Linked DNA regions of Macaca mulatta: region 2 is linked to region 1. The links are chromatin contacts, called in public Hi-C maps. All regions are on one chromosome and are shown on one strand. The core of a region is the stretch at or near the end of the contact, and the rest is flanking DNA. Distances in the headings are between cores, read along the strand shown.

Region 1 (4,485 bases), core at 1,056-3,555:
AGTAGAGACGGGGTTTCACTATGTTAGCCAGGATGGTCTCGATCTCCTGACCTCGTGATCCGCCCGTCTTGGCCTCCCAAAGCGCTGGGATTACAGGCTTGAGCCACCGCGCCCGGCCAAATAACTGAATCAATTCTTGATTACATGAGCAATTGAACAAGAATTATTCCAAACAGGAAATAATCTAACAGTCATTCTGATTTGGTCAGGATTCCTGCTGCCGTGGAAATTTGGTGCCTCTAGTATTTAGGCTCTTCACAATCTCCTCGAATAAGTAGAATTCTCTAATACTGAGTCAATTTCACATCAGAACTCCACAGTGAATTTGGTCCTACTGCTGCTTCTGGTGGGACCAAGGACCACCTCCCAGCGAATAGATGCAAAACATCAGCCGAAATTTGCCTATTCCCCTCAAACCTTCCCTGGGAGCTGGCCAGAAGGTACCAAAGTTTCTTGCTTTCAAAGGCTTTCTCTTCCAGCTCCAACTCCAGGAGCTATACAAGATGCAGAATCGAAAAGCGTCATCTGTTTTCAGACAGCTTTAGTAAATCTATTTCTCCTTAACAACCTTTAACACCTAAGCATCTGGAAATTCAATATCATGTTTCAGGAGGTTAAAGAGGAGAAAGTTTGCCGGGCGCGGTAGCTCAAGCCTGTAATCCCAGCACTTTGGGAGGCCGAGACGGGTGGATCACAACGTCAGGAGATCGAGACCATCCTGCCTAACACGGTGAAACCCCGTCTCTACTAAAAAATACAAAAAACTAGCCGGGCGAGGTGGCGGGCGCCTGTAGTCCCAGCTACTCGGGAAGCTGAGGCAGGAGAATGGCTTGAACCCGGGAGGCGGAGCTTGCGGTGAGCTGAGATCCGGCCACTGCACTCCAGCCTGGGCGACAGAGCAAGACTCCGTCTCAAAAAAAAAAAAAAAAAAAAAGAGGAGAAAGTTCAAACACTCAAGCTCCAATATTCACTTACTCTCAGGGAAGATCTTTGCTTGGAATCCTTTGCCAAAAACAAGATTCTCCAGATTATTGAAGGCCTGGTTGAGGGAGTTAAGGAGTAGGGCGTGCAACTGGGGCAGAGCTGTGTGGGGAAGGGGAAGGGCACATGCCTACGTGGCCCGCCCCCTCCAACCGCAGGGAGGATACAGTGAGCGAGAACACGAAGAGACCCGAGCCAAGCAGGCCGCCCTGGATGGTGAGCCACTCGGTGGAGGCCAGCTGACGGCTGTACATCTGCATCCCAGCGAAGAGCAGCAGGGACAGGAGGGAGGAAAGCGCCAGCGAGGTGCCTGTACCTACCACTAGAGGGGATGGGAGAAGGGACGGAGAGTCAGGCTCCGCCCTCCCTCCGGCAAGCTACGGGCAGATCGGCCGGTCCAGAAGCTCGGTGGGCCGACCCCTCCAAGAACTCCCGGGACTGCAGCCACATGCCCCAACTCCCCACACCGCGCGGCAACCCCTAGGTATTCCCCAGCCCCGGACACCCCGAACCCTCCCGTCCAGTGGAAATGCCCGCTCCCGGTGGAACCCAGGACACGTCAGCTCTGCCAGGAGAGGACAAGGAAAGCTTTTCCACCCAAACCCCGACCCCCTCTAGCACTTCCTGGGGACCCCACCAGTCCCGTTACCCATCATGCCCCTCCCGTGAGTCCAACCGGCGCCTCTGGCCAAGAAAGGGAAGCTGAGGCGGGTGCGGTTAGCTATGCGCATGCGTTAGCGCTTAACGCGGACTTGCTGCTCCCCGCGTTCTCCTCTTTCGTCCTCTCAGTGCCTGGACGCAGCGCCCTCTTGCGACAGGGAGGAAATAATGCGTCGAGGGGGCATCCTCGGCCACCGCCCTGGTCCCCAGGCTTTCCTCATACCTGGTGCGTCTGCTGCCACTCTGTACAAGCTGCACTTATCTCTTTAAGTCATTGGGCCCGTGCCTGTGGCATCTATCCCATCTCTGTCTTCTTTGCCATTTCTGTCATCTCTAGTGCACGTTCCTCAAACCTCCCTGCCCCATGACCATTGCCTCAACATCTCTCAACCCAAAATTTAGTGCTCTCAATCAGGAACCCATTTTCCTCCGAAACTAATCCCCCGCTTTATATGAGTAAAATTAGGAGCCAATGAAAAACGAGAATATAAGAAATGGCTCCCCCCTCAAATACCTTTCCATATTCCCCAACCCCCCGACCGGCTTTCGAGAACCACGTGGGGAGAACTATTTCCCACCCCCTACCCCGACGGGCGCTGTTCGAGGCTGGTCCCTGGAGCATGCGCAGTGACACCTCACCCCCCAGCCCTCCTCACACCCCCACTGGGCTCCTGCATTAAGCCCAGGGTTCGCAGCCGCAGCCGGGATCGGGCACCCAGGGGCGGGCGGGCACGGTAGGGCCATGGCAGAGGGTGAGGATATGCAGACCTTCACTTCCATCATGGACGCACTGGTCCGCATCAGTGTGAGTTAAGGTGGGGTCGAGGGAAGGGGAGGGGGCGTATAGGGTTCTGTGGCAAGCTGGGACCTGGAACAGGTGGGGATCCAGGAAGATGCTGGGATGTAGACAGGGGACTAGCGATGGCAGAAACGGCTGGGAGGGTCGGGATGCAGGTATGAGAGGGTAATCCCGGGAGCAGCCCGGAGGTGAGTGCCTTGAAGGCGTCGGTGTGCTGGGGCGTGAGGAGGAGCTAGGAGCAGCCCAGACGCAGCGGGTGGGCTGGGGTGGCCTCCAGCAGTGCACCGGGGCTGGGGCTTCAGGGGAAAGGCGCTGTTATGAGGAGGGGAAGTGTGAGCTTGGATATTTTCCAAGAAAACTGAGGACAGGTGGGGGATGATGTAGGAGCCGCCCCACAGTGCAGTTCCCAATTTGGACCCCTCCCCAAGACCCCACCCCACGCACCCCCACTCAGGGCTGCTTCCGAGCCTGCGGTTGTCATGGCAACCCTTGCCCGGCTCTCCCAGGGGCGGTGCCAACCGTGTTCCCCCCCACCACTTCCTCCCCCCCTCCTTGTCCCTCCCTCCTTTGTGTCAGCTGCGCCCCTGACCGGGATGGCTGCGAAGAGAGGGACCAAGGTGAGGTGTGGGGGTGGGGCATAGCCTGAGGACCCCCACTCTCGCCACCAAGAGGGGGAGGGGACTTCCGGTGGGGAGGGGGCGAGTAGGCGGGGCTCTTGATTCTCCCACTAGCTCGGAGAAGGGGGTGCCGCTGACCGGGTTGCGCTGCAGGAGAGGGCGGGAGGGCCTGATGGGAGCGAAGGGGAATGGGTTGGTAAGAGGGATTGGAGGAGAACGATGGGGAAGTGAAGGATGGGGAATGGAGGCTGGAGTGGCCGCAGGCCGGAGCCGCGGCAGGAGGACGTATGGAGCGAGCAGGATGGAGTGCCAGCTTCGCCTGACTATCGGGAATCACGGCATGGGGGTGCTGCTAGAGAAGGGAGTGGGGGTCTGCATGGAGCTGCAGAATGGGCGGTGTCCTTGAGAAAAATGCCAGGGGCAAGCTGCCCACAGATGGGGGATGGAGGCAGGTGAGGGGGCTGCCAGCTGGGGCTGCTGCAGCTGGAGAAATGGGGATTGGGCTTGAGGCTGGAGCAGGCACAAGCTTCAACCGTCCCTCCTCTGGGCCTTTAGCTCTGCCGCAGGGAAAGAAGCAAGGGACAGAGGTCTGGGAAGGTCTGTGAACCAGCCCAAGGCAGGTGCTGGGGAAAAGCTACAGATAGCTTGTCTTGCTCCTTCCTCAGACCCCTAGGGTATCCAAGGGCAGCCAAGGGGCTGCTGAGGTATGCCTAGGTGTCCAAGCGCTGACCTAGCCTCCTGGTCCCTCCACAGACCAGCATGAAGAACATGGAGAAGGAACTGCTGTGCCCAGTGTGTCAAGAGATGTACAAGCAGCCACTGGTGCTGCCCTGTACCCACAACGTGTGCCAGGCCTGTGCTCGGGAGGTCTTGGGCCAGCAGGGCTACATAGGACATGGTGGGGACCCCAGCTCTGAGCCCACCTCTCCTGCCTCCACCCCTTCCACCCGCAGCCCCCGCCTCTCCCGCAGAACTCTCCCCAAGCCAGACCGCCTGGACCGACTGCTTAAGTCAGGTGGGACTGGGGCCTGTAGGGTGGGGATGGGAACGCTGAGCTATTCATCAGGAAGATGGAAGAAGTCCATCACTGGTCAGGGGCATCTGTCTGTCTTTCTAGGGGGTGGAGATACTGCTTACGCAGGCTCTAATGAGAGCTGAGCTCTGGCACAATGAAAATCTAATTTAATTGAACAGGCTTCCCCACATCCAGCCAGCTGTAACTCTCACGTCCTCTACCTCCCTGGTTCACCCACAGGCTTTGGGACATACCCTGGGAGGAAGCGAGGTGCTTTGCACCCCCAGGTGATCATGTTCCCGTGTCCAGCATGCCAAGGTGATGTGGAGCTTGGGGAGCGGGGTCTGGCAGGGCTTTTCCGGAACCTGACCCTGGAACGTGTGGTGGAGCGGTACCGCCAGAGTGTGAGTGTG
Region 2 (4,485 bases), core at 1,235-3,734, 40 kb before region 1:
AGGAGGGTAGGAATCAAGATTAGAGGGAAGAGAATGAAATTGAGTAGGGAGCTGAGAAAACAGGGCAAGGGGAATTTGGGCTTACATTTTCTTCCACCAAAGGTTTCTTACTTAACCTCCTGTGGGCTTATCTTGCAGCCAAACCCATCCACCAGCAAGAAGACCGCTGCTTGAGGTTGAAAGTGACGGTCAATGGCAAAATCAGTGAGTGTCAGGGCCCTGTGGGCCTCCTTCCTCCATCTCTATGCTGGGCGGTCTGGTGATCTGGGATGGTATAGAAGTCTTGCAGCCCAGCCCCTCACACTCACAGCTCTCTGCCTCTTTGATACAGTACCTGATCTACTACCACTCTTGTCTTTCAGCTCACAGTCCTCAGGCCCATGACAATCCACAGGAGAAGAGACTTGCAGCAGGTGGGTAGCTGGAGCAGATTGGGCCTGGGGCACAGGAAGGGGTCTGCTTGAAGAGGTTGGGTACAGGAGGTGGCTCCTTTACCAGGCAGAGGCTGAGGGAATCCTGTTGGGCTGAGGGCCAGTGCAAATAGTGGAGTCACTCACATTGGCGGCCTTTGCCCTCTCACCTTGCAGATGACCCAGAGGTGCGGGTTCTACATAGCATCGGTCACAGTGCCGCCCCACGCCTCTTCCCACTTGCCTGGACTGTGCTGCTCCTACCACTTCTGCTGCTGCAAACCCCGTGAAGGTGTATGCCACACCTGGCCTTAAGGATTGGAACTGGGCTGAAGAGAGGGACAGGCACTCCAAACCTGTCTTGGGGCCACTTTCAGAGCCCCCATCCCTGGGAACCACTCCCACCACAGGCACAAGCTGTCACCTAGCAGCCTCAAAACGGGTCAGTATTAAGGGTTTCAACTGGAAGGAGGCCAACCAGCCCAGCAGTGCCATCCCCACCTTCACCTCGGAGGGATGGAGAAGTAAGTGGAGACAGTCTTTTCCCACCATTCCTGCCTTTAAGCCAAAGAAACAAGCTGTGCAGACATGGTCCCTTAAGGCACAGTGGGAGCTGAGCTGGAAGGGGCCACGTGGATGGGCAAAGCTTGGCAAAGATGCCCCCTTCAGAAGACAGCCAGGATGCCCAGATGAACTGACTAAAGGAAAAGCAAGAAACAGTTTCTTGCTTGGGAGCCAGGTACAGGAGAGGCAGCATGCTTGGGCTGACCCAGCATCTCCCAGCAAGACCTCATCTGTGGAGCTGCCACAGAGAAGTTTGTAGCCAGGTACTGCATTCTCTCCCATCGTGGGGCAGCACTCCCCAGAGCTGTGCCAGCAGGGGGGCTGTGCCAACCTGTTCTTAGAGTGTAGCTGTAAGGGCAGTGCCCATGTGTACATTCTGCCTAGAGTGTAGCCTAAAGGGCAGGGCCCACGTGTACAGTATCTGTATATAAGTTGCTGTGTGTCTGTCCTGATTTCTACAACTGGAGTTTTTTTATACAATGTTCTTTGTCTCAAAATAAAGCAATGTGTTTTTTCGGACATGCTTTTCTGCCACTCCATATTAAAACGTATGACCATTGAGCCCCTGCTAAGTGTGAGGCTCTGTGTGCTACAACAGTAGCAACTGGGTTTGAATTTCTTTCTCTCCAAAGAATGCGTGCCCCTCACCAGGCCAAAAGGGTGGGTTGTTTCCTCCTCTGAGGGTTGTCCAGGACCGGAGTGCTCCTGAGAGCAGTCTCTCGGGTCCTGAGCTGCACTCCACTCGAAGTTCTTCCTGTCCAACCTCTACCCCACTCCCACCCCCTCACCGCAGGGCTTTGGCATACTACCGTTCAGGTACTCATGCTGTTTGGGTGAGTCAGGGAAGCTGGGAACTCCAGCTGAGGCATGCGGCCCCGCCCCACAGCCACACCAGCAGAGACGTGTGGGAGGCTGGGAGGGAAAGTTCCCAGCAGCAAGTGGGTTGGACCCGGGGGGGGGGGTCAGTGATAGAGGCGTCAGTGGATTGGCCACGTCACGTAAAGTTGACCTTGTTGCCCGAGAGGAAGGGCAAAAGAGGAAGGCTTGGTGATTCCTGGCAATGTCTGTTATGTGGAGAAAAGGCTTCGGCAGCAAACTCCAGAAAAAAACTTCCCAAACCCTTGGACAACTGAGGTTCTGATGTGAAGTTCTGGATGGAAAGCGTGCTGAAGTCTGGTTGAACTAGCAAGCTTTTGTTTGGAGGTCCACCGCCGAAGGCGCACAGGCCTGTGGGAACACGACCGTTGAGACCGGGGGGGTCTAGATGATCCAAGAGGCAGGCAGAGTGTGAGGAGGGGCAGATATCGGGGACACACCCGCGGAGTCCTAGGAAGAGGACCGACCGTGACATGGAGGAGGTCTGGACCTAGGCACTGGGCAGTCACTCGGAGGGGAGGTGCGCGAGTTCCGGTTCGGCGTCGGAGGGAGGGTGGGGCTTCGGCGCAGTTTCCGGAGGGACGGCCAGAGCGCGCGGGGCGGGGCTCCAGCGCCGCAGGTCCAGGCTGCAGTAGGTCCCTGCCACCGCAGGCACGCGGCGGCCGCTGGGCGCGGGATCCGACTCTGGTCGTGATGGAGGCGGGCGGCTTTCTGGACTCGCTCATCTACGGAGCATGCGTGGTCTTCACCCTTGGCATGTTCTCCGCCGGCCTGTGAGAGAGCGGCCGGCTGGGTTGGGGAGGACTAGGAAGTCAGGAAAGGAGAGAGGGGGCAGAGACGTAGCCGCAGCACCTGGCTTGTCCGGAACCGTGATCAAAATGGGATCGGGTTGAGGGGACCGGGGTACAAGGGCGAGGCTGGTCACTAGGCCTGAGGAAGAAGGCAAGATAGCTGGGGGCGGGGGGTGGTCTGCAGTGGTCCGGAAAGGGTGACAGGCATTGGGCATCCGCCTCAAGCACTCTGCTTCTCCCTTCCCACCCCCACCCCTACCTTCGGGGCCCCATTACAGCTCGGACCTCAGGCACATGCGAATGACCCGGAGTGTGGACAACGTCCAGTTCCTGCCCTTTCTCACCACGGAAGTCAAGTGAGGGGGCGACGGCTGCGGCGGTGGGAAAGGCTATCAGAGGGAGGTGGGGGCGGGGCAGGAGGAGCAAGAGTTAAAGAGGCTTGGCCGGACGCAGTGGCTCCCGCCTGTAATCCCAGCACTTTGGGAGGCCGAGACGGGCGGATCACGAGGTCAGGAGATCGAGACCATCCTGGCTAACACGGTGAAACCCCGTCTCTATTAAAAATACAAAAAATTAGCCGGGCGTGGTGGCGGGCGCCTGTAGTCCCAGCTACTTGGGAGGCTGAGGCAGAAGAAATGGCGTGAAACCGGGAGGCAGAGCTTGCAGTGAGCTGAGATCGCGCTACTGCACTCCAGCCTGGGTGACGGAAAAAAAAAAAAAAAAAAAAAAAAGTGAAAGAGGCCCTTTGGGTCCTCCTCTCACACTGAACCCTTTGAGCCATGTCCCTCCCCTCCACCCTGCAGCAACCTGGGCTGGCTGAGTTATGGGGCCTTGAAGGGAGACGGGATCCTCATCGTCGTCAACACAGTGGGTGCTGCGCTTCAGACCCTGTATATCTTGGCATATCTGCATTACTGCCCTCGGAAGGTAGAGTCCCTCCCTTGGACCCACCTCTCTGCTGCACGCCCTGCCTCGCTGGCAGGGCAAACACTACTTCCTAGAAGACTGTAACAGCTGGCACTGCCACCCTTTCCAGGAAGGCCCCTTCAGCCTTGCAGGTCCCCTTCCTCTATGAAGTCAGCCTTCTGAGATTAACACATTTCCCCCATTTAGGCAAGGCTGGTAGCTCTGCCTAGCCTGCGATGCCTATGCTGCCTGCCCTGGGCTTCTGCCAACAAGCTAAGGGGAAAGGGATGATTAGCTCTGCTTCCCTGCTCAATCACACAAGCGTTTATTAAGCTCCTACTGTGTGTGCTAAGCACACAGAAAAAAAACATATCTTTCCCTCCCCTAGAAGTCTCCATTGTTGTGGGTGGATAAGACTTTCCTATCAAGTTGTTGGTGGGAAAGAAGCTGTGACAGTGCAGTGCTGAAGGCCTAGACAGTTTGGCTTCCCCACTGGAGCATGGGAGAAGGCAGGATGAATTAACTCCGGCAGGGAAGTCGGAGAGCATGTCTGGAAGTAAGGCTACTCTCTCCCCTGCAGCGTGTTGTGCTCCTACAGACTGCAACCCTGCTAGGGGTCCTTCTCCTGGGTTATGGCTACTTTTGGCTCCTGGTACCCAACCCTGAGGCCCGGCTTCAGCAGCTGGGCCTCTTCTGCAGTGTCTTCACCATCAGCATGTACCTCTCACCATTGGCTGACTTGGTGAGTGGGGATGTCCAATGAGGTAGGAGAGATGAGTCAGGCTCTCATAGCCACATACTATGGCTTACAGTCCCGAGGAAGGGGAGATTCAAACCCTGGAAGGAGACAAGGCAGTAGAGGTGGGTGAGTGGGAGGCAGGAAAGGTTGGGTGACAGATCAGGGAGGGTGCCTGACCTTTTTCTCGAGGAAATTCTTA

The links. Hi-C and Micro-C count contacts between places; a contact is called where the count stands out from the background.
Region 2: a contact with region 1 is called in a Hi-C map of fetal cortex germinal zone, with 2.2 times the contacts expected there. The contact joins the promoter of SLC50A1 here to the promoter of TRIM46 in region 1. A contact is called at or near these places in 3 of 14 Hi-C or Micro-C datasets (fetal cortex germinal zone, fetal cortical plate and liver).

The regions. Positions count from the first base shown.
Region 1 is chr1:111,821,866-111,826,350 of T2T-MMU8v2.0, reverse strand. TRIM46 (tripartite motif containing 46) reads left to right here and starts at 2,305. Exons shown (of 10, transcript NM_001266149.1): 1 at 2,305-2,446; 2 at 3,811-4,072; 3 at 4,313-4,485. The coding sequence starts at 2,384. It overlaps KRTCAP2 (keratinocyte associated protein 2), which reads right to left. Exons shown (of 6, transcript XM_077944920.1): 2 at 4,327-4,443; 3 at 1,149-1,303; 4 at 976-1,039. The coding sequence starts at 1,241.
Region 2 is chr1:111,862,533-111,867,017 of T2T-MMU8v2.0, reverse strand. It overlaps SLC50A1 (solute carrier family 50 member 1), which reads left to right and starts at 2,484. Exons shown (of 7, transcript XR_013397661.1): 1 at 2,484-2,623; 2 at 2,920-2,997; 3 at 3,445-3,568. It overlaps EFNA1 (ephrin A1), which reads left to right. Exons shown (of 4, transcript XM_077944832.1): 3 at 363-413; 4 at 588-1,493. The coding sequence ends at 700.